Regions from separate parts of the Sus scrofa genome. Here region 1 is linked to region 2. Evidence: chromatin contacts called from public HiChIP or PLAC-seq data. All regions are on one chromosome and are shown on one strand. The core of a region is the stretch at or near the end of the contact, and the rest is flanking DNA. Distances in the headings are between cores, read along the strand shown.

Region 1 (3,928 bases), core at 1,217-3,716, 76 kb before region 2:
TTAGGGACTAATAACAAAATAGGCAAGGGAAATATTTACAGAAATCAAAATGGATGATTTCTGGAGTTCTTATCATGGCTGAGTAGTAACAAACCCAACTAATATCCATGAGGATGTGGGTTCAATCCCCGGCCTTGCTCAGCCGGTTAAGGATCCAACATTGCCGTGAGCTGTGGTGTCGTTTGCACACTCAGCTTGGATCCTGTGTTGCTGTGGCTGTGGTGTAGGCCAGCGGCTGCAGCTCCAATTCGACTCCTAGCCTGGGAACCTCCATATGCAGCAGGTGTGGCCCTAAGAAAAACCTTCAGTGGCTCCCATCTCACTCAGCATAGACATCAGTGTACTCCCAATGGCCCTCTCTGACCAGGAACGTTCCAGTGCCGTGTCCTCTGCCTGGAATCCTCTTTTACTAAATAGCTGCCTGGTCCGTGATCCTTTAGCTCTTTACTTAAATGTCATCTTTTCAATAAGGCCTTCCCTGACCACTCCATTTATAATTTCCCCCTAGTCCTGGGGTGCCCAACCCCCTCTTCTGCTTTGGTTTTCTCCATAGCACATTACCACTAAATGTTATGTCTGTGCCACTTGCTTATTTGTTTTTCTATCTTTTGCCCCCAACTCCACACACACACACACACACACACACACACGAATGTAAGCTCTGTGTGGGATTTGTGTCTCTTTTATTTACTGCTATTGCTTCCATACTTGGCAATAGCTCAATTAAACCTTGCTACATGAATGAGTGTGAAGCACACATACACGCAGACTGTGAGATGATACTATAGAATCCTCAAAAAATAAACCAGACCCAACTCGGGTAGTTTCGATAGGGGTGTTAAAACATTCCTGTGGCATCGATCAGTTTCCAACCCTCACCCTTGCTTTATGTGTGTGTGTATATGTGTGTGGGGGGGTGTGCATGTGTGTATATCCATGCACATCTACAGTAAAGGCCGTGGGGAGTGGAAATTTATTGAGGTGTTAGTGATGTTGGATGTTAATAAAAATTCATTGAGAATCTGGGGAGCCTGGCATGCCCCAGGAGGGTGACACGGTCCCTTCCGAATAAAGCAGAGCCACAGCCCAGGTTCAGAGGGATGAGGTTTCCCTTGAGAAGACACAGCTGTTGGTGGTGACTTCCAACTCCCCCCAGATGACAGAGGCCTTGGGATCCAGACCCGGGGTCTCTACCTTCTGGAATGGGGGGAAGGAGTAGAGGAGCCTGACATGTTACAGATGAGGAAACTGAAGCTCAGAGGCATTATATGGCCTATCCAAGGTCACCGCACACACTCCAAGTCCCAGATGCAAGGAACTTTGCTCACTGCTGAATCCGACACAGGCGGTTGGTTCTGGGGTGGTCTCTGAGCTTGAACTGATGCCTGGTTGACTCTAAATCTAATTGGCTCCAAAAAGCTAGCTTACCTTTCCACTCATTTTGTCTGTCGCTCACTGTCAGTCCTCCCTCCAAAAACCTGGCGCATTGCCAGGTGGGTGACACCTTATGGGTACTCTGGAATACTGGGTTCCAACCACCAGGCAGCAGCGGGTCGTGCTAACAACCACCCCCTTCATCGCCTGAGCGGGCAGGCCTGCATCTTTGCTCACGGCCAGCAGGGGGCGCACACACATTGTTTCTAGTGGGCTTCTCACCAACTTCCCCAGTCCCCCTCCTGTAGTTGAGCGTGGGTTGCACATACAGGGGCACTACTCCAACCAGCCCATTTAATGTCAGGAGCCTTTACACTGTGTAGTTTTCCCTAACAGGCAGCCCCCTCGGCAACGAATAGGATCTAATATTTACTAAGTGGTTCCTATACCAGACACCAGGCCAGGCACTTGACAAGCATGATCTCATTTCACCATCTAAGATACTGAAATGATCACTTTTACAAATAAGAGTACCAAGTGTCTACTTTTACCTCATTTAAGAAGCTGGAAGGAGTTCCCCTCGTGGCTCAGCGGAAACGAATCTGACCAGCATCCATGAGGACGTAGGTTCGATTCCTGGCCTCACTCAGTGGGTTAAGGATCTGGTGTTGCCGTGAGCTGTGGTGTAGGTCGCAGACACTGTGGTGTAGGCTGGCAGCTGCAGCTCTGATTCAAGCCCTAGCCTGAGAACCTCCATATGCCACTGGTGCGGCCCTAAAAAAAGGGGGGGGGGAGGGAATACTGAGGTTTGGGGCTAAGTGGCATATCACCCCTACCCTCCAGACCTCCCCTTTCTGCTCCCAGGTGGTGGGCATGGGAGAGGGCACTGAATGAGGCCTGGGCCTCCAGAGAGGGCTGGGTTGGAAAGGACCCTTCCCAGAAGAGGAATAGTTCCTGCCCTAGTTCTGCCTCGGCTCCTGCCTCCTCCTTGTGTTTTGTCACTGTTCCCCAAAGCTCTGGGCGGGCCCCTTGAGCAGGCCTGCCAGCTCCATGCTGCTCTGATGGGGCACCCCAGGACACTTCCTCTTGGTATCAATTCCAGCCACCTGGCACACACCAGGGAGTGTCCTAGGTGGTGACGTTGGTAGTGGTGGTGGGTAAGGGAGAGCCAACCTCTTGGGAGGAGACAAGGGGTCAGGACATGTCACAGTGGGACCAGCTAGCCCACCCCATCTGCCATTTTACATGCAAGGAAGCAAACCCAGACGGGGGAGGCCTCTGACCCAAGGTCACCTCGCTTGTAGTGGCAGAGCCAGGGTGGGCAGATCTCTGAGCTGCCAGGCTTTCTTCAGGCATTAACTGATCATGTTCTCCAGGGCCTGGAATTGCCTCTTTCCCACACATCCCCTCCATGCTCCGTGTCAAACCCTGCCCGTCCTGACCTAGGATGCATCCAGTCTCCTGACCCTCTGTGGTGAAGGCTTCTCTCCCTGCAGTGGAATCATCGCTCTTTAACTGGCCCGGAGCCCATGCACTCTGTTCCAGGTTGACTTGCCTCTTCTTCCCAGCAGATCTTTGAGACAAGTGCCAAGGGGTAGGGCAGTACAATGGAGAGGGCACTGGGCCAGGCGCGCAGACACCTGAATTTGAACTTGGCAGAACCACTAACTTGCAGGGTGTCTCAGGAAGGTCACTCTACTTCCTCGGGCCTCCGTTTCCCCTCTGGTCTTGATCAGGGCTTCTCAGACTCTGTCTGTGGAGTTGGCCTCTGGCCGGAGTGGACCAGGCCCTGCACTGAACTCAATGGTAGCAATCTCGCTTTTTTTCTTTCTTAAATACATGGGTTTTTGTGAAGGGGAGTGGGAGAAGTTTCTGAGGCTGAGAGAAGTTTGAAAACCAGAGTTCCTATTGTGGCTCAGTGGGTTACAAGACTGACTAGCATCCATGAGGATGCAGGTTTGATCCCTGGCTTGCTCAGGGGGTTAAGGATCCGGCGTTGCTGTGAGCTGTGGTGTAGGTCACAGACTCGGCTGGTATCCGGTGTTGCTGTGGCTGTGGTGTAGGCTGGCGGCTGCAGCTCCTACTCGACCCTTAGCCTGGGAACTTCTAGATGCCACAGGTGTGGTCCTAAAAAAAAAAAGTTCAAAAATCATTTTGAGGTCCTTTCTACTCTTATTTTGCTGTTCTTTGTCTCTCTTTCATCCCTCAGCCGCTAGCAGGAATATAGCATCTTGCATAGAAAAATCTAAGGAAGTATTTGGTGGGTGGAATTGAAGGTCAGGGCTGGGAAGCTGGGCTGTGCTGAACCTGGCTGGGCAGGGGAGGGGCCAAGCAGGAAGCACAGGCCAGAAGACAGGTGGAGGGAAAGGGGCCTGGAACCAGCTTCCAAGGGGAAGAGAGCCTTTGCAAAGGGGGCTGAGCTTGCGTCTGCAGCTTCTGCTCCCCGCCTCCTCCAGGCTCCCCCTGCCCCCACTTGCCCCTCAAGCGAGCTTCCACCTCCCCCACAACCCTGCTGCAGGGGCCACAGTGTCCTTGCACAAACCCTGCTCCCTGC
Region 2 (4,207 bases), core at 404-2,903:
ACTGTTCCCCAGTCTTGTGTCCTGACTCAACCTCTCCCTGGGTGAGCGGAGGGGAGGGAGGGCCTGGGAGCTGGGGCTGTCCCATGGGATGGGTCAGAAGCTGGGAGTGACACGCCCTCTGTGGGCCTCCAAGGGCGCCACTGGGAGGTCCAAGGTGTGAGCGCAAGCAGAGGAAAGTGAGGAGCAAGACAATAGCAGCCCCCGATTTCCAGCCAATCACTGGCCAGGCCCCTTGCCAGGCGCCTCGAAATCACAACCCGCAAAGGGACAAGTGCCACTGGCCCAACCTCATATTCATCCATTTATTTAAAAAAATGTACACACACATACACACATACAGACATATATATTTTGTCTTTTTGTCTTTTCTAGAGCTGCACCCATGGCATATGGAGGTTCCCAGGCTAGGGGTCTAATCGGAGCTGTAGCCGCTGGCACACACAACAGCAGAGCCACAGCAACATGGGATCCGAGCTGCGTCTGCGACCCACACCACAGCTCATGGCAACGCCAGATCCTTAAGCCACTGAGCGAGGCCAGGGGTTGAACCCGCAACTTCATGGTTCCTCGTCGGATTCGTTAACAACGGAGCCACAACAGGAACTCCCAAAAATATGTTTTGAGTGCCCTCTGTGCACCAGTCTTCTAGACACGGGACACAGCCACAGGAGATTTTTTTTAAAATCCCTTCCTTCATGGAGCTTACATTCTAGTGGAGGGAAGACAGCAATGACCAAAGGAAATAACCGAAAGAGTCCGTAAGATGCTGATATATGCTGGAAAGCAATAAAGCGGGGGCGAGGGAGGGGTGCCAGGGTGGGAGCAGGTTTGTAATTTTAAGTGGGGAGGGTGGGGAAGGCCTTGCTGAGAAGGTGACGCAGATTCTTTTTCCTTTTTTTTTTTTTTTTTTGGTCTATTTAGGGCTGCACCCAAGCACATGGAGGTTCCAGGCTAGGAGTTGAATTGGAGCTGTCGCCACTGGCCACCACCACAACCACGGCAACGCTAGATGCGAGCCGCGTCTTCCACCTACATCATAGCTCACGGCAACGCCGGATCCTTAATCCACCGAGTGAGGCCAGGAGGTCAAACCTTGGTCCTCATGGATACTGGTCAGGTTCGTTTCTGCTGAGCCGTGACAGGAACTCTGGTGACGCTGATTCTGATTCAGTAAGTCTTTTTAATTCACATAAAAGTCAAGGATGCAGATATGATTATTATCATCCCTATGAAGAACAAGGAAATCAAACCCAAGGACAAGTCCAAGGTCAAATGTCTGGGAAGGAGAAGAACTAAAATTTGAGCTCTGGCTCTGTCTGTGTCTGTAAAACCATCACATGCTACTGGGCAGCAGACAAAGAGAGGACAGAATGGAAGAGAAAAGGGAAATAAAGGCCGAATGGGGGCCTTGCAAGGGTGGCCATCTGTTTTCCAAACTGAAAATTAGGACACAATCTGAAAAGATTTTCCTGCTGCTCGTAATGAGAGTGGCTGTCTGGGAGATGTGGTTTGGATGCTGGCCTGAAGGGTGGGATTTCTGAGACATTCCAGTGGCTTGTGGGGCTCACGAGGCAGTCCAGGGGTAGGGCATTGCCATGGCAACCCCAGCCTGCCTCCGGGCCAAGAGCCTGGTGCAGGGCCACATGGCAGAGAAGCTGCTGGGCATGGACCCGAGCCTCTGTGGGCCAAGGGGCAGCCAATGCCAAGGAGGCAGTGGAAAAGGGAGAGAGGTAAAGCCTGCAGCCCACGTTCTGGACCAATGTGTGTGGGGGCGGGTGCTGGCAGATACCAGGAAGCCCCTGGGGCAGGAGTCTGAGAGGCCTGTGGGGCAAGAACCAGGCTTTCCAGTTAGTCAGGTCTGGGTTTGAATCTTGCAGCTCTCTGGCCCTCGTCAAGTCACACAATTCCGTCCGATGTGCTTGTGTCTCCGACTGTGAAATGGGGAAAAGCATTCGCCTCGGAGACGGTTGCAAAGATGATCCCATTTTGAGATAACACGTGAATTGCACACAGCAGACGGCAGACTTCATACATGATTCCTGCTCTTTCCCTCCGCCCAGTGCGTTGTTGGGGGCATGCCAAGGTGGTGAGCTGGTGGAACGGGAAGAATGGTGGGGCTTGGGAAACGGATGACCCAGTCAACCAGGGCAGTGGCAGGTTCCCAGCCAAGCCCTGCACGTGGGCTGGGGCTTAGTCAGCAACAAAGGAACAATGCCTTTCCCCAACAGCCCTGCCCACAGCCCAAGCCCTTCCCCCAGCTCCCCCCAGTAGGCTACTGCCCTGGTGGAACTGCATTTCCACCCCCTCCCCCTTGCGCTCGCCTGCTGGGGGCTCCAGGATCCACAGCGCCCTCTGCTGGGGTGGGCAGCAAGGTGCTCCCAAGGTGGAACAGGGGCATGCCCACTGCTCCTGCTGCGGACACTCTCCTTTCTGCCCCGCTGCCTGGCCCCACTACTTCTTCTGAAGATTGTGCCTAAAGAAGAGAAAGAACAAGAAGGAACTTCAAGGCTTTTGCATCCCCCCATTTCCAGGGGCTGAGCTGCACTCCTCTGGCCATGGCCATGGCAGCGTCAAGGACCTGCTGGAATCCAGCCCGGCTTTTACCAAAAATTTATTGTGTGACCTTGAGCCCCCTCTCTGGATCGCCTTTCTTTCATTTGTAAAGTGAGAGGTTTTAAACTAGATCATGTCTAAGGTCTAGTGACGTCTAAATGATAGCATTCATGGATTTGTCATCTGTTTGTTCATTCATTTGTAGCGCTTATCACATCCCCACATGGTATCTTTTCTGTTTGTTTGCTTCTTGTCTGTCTTGCTCCATGCCAGCTCTATGAGGGAAAGGGTTTTTGGTTGCTTTGTTCCCTGATGTATTCCTGCCACCTACAAGAAGGTATGATAGAGAGAAGGAGCTCATGTTTGACCCTGTCATGGCAGGAAACAGACAACTGCAGGGTGGAACAGCATGATGGGGGCAGCTCCACAAGAGCACAATTTCTAAGTGGTGGACAAGGTAAGAACTGAAAAGCATCCCAGGGCTCAAGACAGGGTGGTGGTGGGGGCGCCAAGAGAGTGTATCGGAGGTGAGCTGTAGGAGGGGGTAATGGGATAGGAGCTGAGGCCGTTGGTAAAGGAAAGCCACTGCCAACCCATGGTCCAGCAGAGAACTGAGGGGGAATAAAGACCCCCACCCGCTTCTAACCTCTGGCTGCAGGGTCCATTGGCTAAATCCAAGCAGAAGCCAGAGAGCAAGAGAGCTCCCTGATGGTCCTTAGCGGTCAGGCTCCGGGGCACAGAGTGGGTGGGAAAGGGTGGACTTGTATATGGGCCAGACAACAGAGGACATTCAGCGCACGCGCAATCAGCATGCACTGAGCACTTGCTCAGGGTCAGAGTTTGTATGTTAGAGACAAAAATGTGACATGAATGTCGGCAGAGCAAGGGCTCTGCCCTGCAGGCCGCACAAACTTGCCTTGACTGGGTCTGGAAGAGCCCTCTTGTCCCCACCCACCCCCGCTTCCCTCTGCCCAAGGGTCTCCCATCTCTATCTGATTTGGGGGCAGCCAGCAGATGAATCACTCTGATTTGCAAAATTACACTGACAAATGGAAATGAGGAAGAGCTGTCAGAGGGAGGCTGAGGGCTGAGAGGAGGGGTGGAGAGGAGGTGGGGGGTTGGGGGTCCGGGTGACACAAACTGGCGGCAGAGCCACGAATCAGCCCTCAGGCAGGTGACCTTGAAGTTGTGGTTCAGGCTCCAGAGTTTGAAGTGTTTAAATCCCATTCCATCAGTCACTTACTGTGTGATCTGGGGCCCCTGTTCTGTTTCATCATCTAGAAAAACAAGGGGTGGGGGGGAAATAGGGCCTCGGAACTTGGGGGAGATTCAACAAGAATCTGTGCACAGGGCCTAGCCCAGTGTCTGGGCACAGAGCGAACACTATTATTATATTAGAGACAAGGGCCACCCCCCACCCCCCACTATTTCTTTTCTCGCTGGCGAGGGATCTCCACCCCGTCTCCAGCTCCATTTAGTTCTGAATGTTTTAGGTCATTCTATGCCTGGCGTTCCGCCAAGCCTCTGACAAAGACAGGAATTTCTGCTCATTCATCCTAATGCAAGTTCCTGCGTTTATGATAATAGGGGGGAAAATGCATGAAAGGGCTCGCTGCCTGTGGAGGGGAAATCTGCTTAGAATTGAAAATCGGAG

What was found. HiChIP or PLAC-seq counts read pairs in DNA pulled down with a chosen protein or histone mark.
Region 1: a contact with region 2 is called in an H3K27ac HiChIP or PLAC-seq map of alveolar macrophages. The contact joins two enhancer-like sites. A contact is called at or near these places in 1 of 5 promoter capture datasets (fetal liver), 25 of 47 Hi-C or Micro-C datasets (alveolar macrophages, blood, embryonic fibroblasts and 12 more) and 2 of 2 datasets of contacts at active chromatin or transcription factors (alveolar macrophages and skeletal muscle).

What each region holds. Positions count from the first base shown.
Region 1 is chr7:100,141,804-100,145,731 of Sscrofa11.1, reverse strand. No RefSeq gene overlaps it. Among named protein-coding and RNA genes, the nearest start is that of MIR9860, 17 kb to the right of the region's middle. Within about 2 kb of position 2,466, at least 14 of the 83 cell types and tissues checked have an H3K27ac peak or open chromatin away from gene starts, as enhancers often do. A contact at or near this core is called in alveolar macrophages, embryonic fibroblasts, fetal liver and 2 more, where this site is marked.
Region 2 is chr7:100,064,812-100,069,018 of Sscrofa11.1, reverse strand. No RefSeq gene overlaps it. Among named protein-coding and RNA genes, the nearest start is that of IRF2BPL, 57 kb to the left of the region's middle. Within about 2 kb of position 1,653, at least 54 of the 83 cell types and tissues checked have an H3K27ac peak or open chromatin away from gene starts, as enhancers often do. A contact at or near this core is called in alveolar macrophages, embryonic fibroblasts, fetal liver and 2 more, where this site is marked.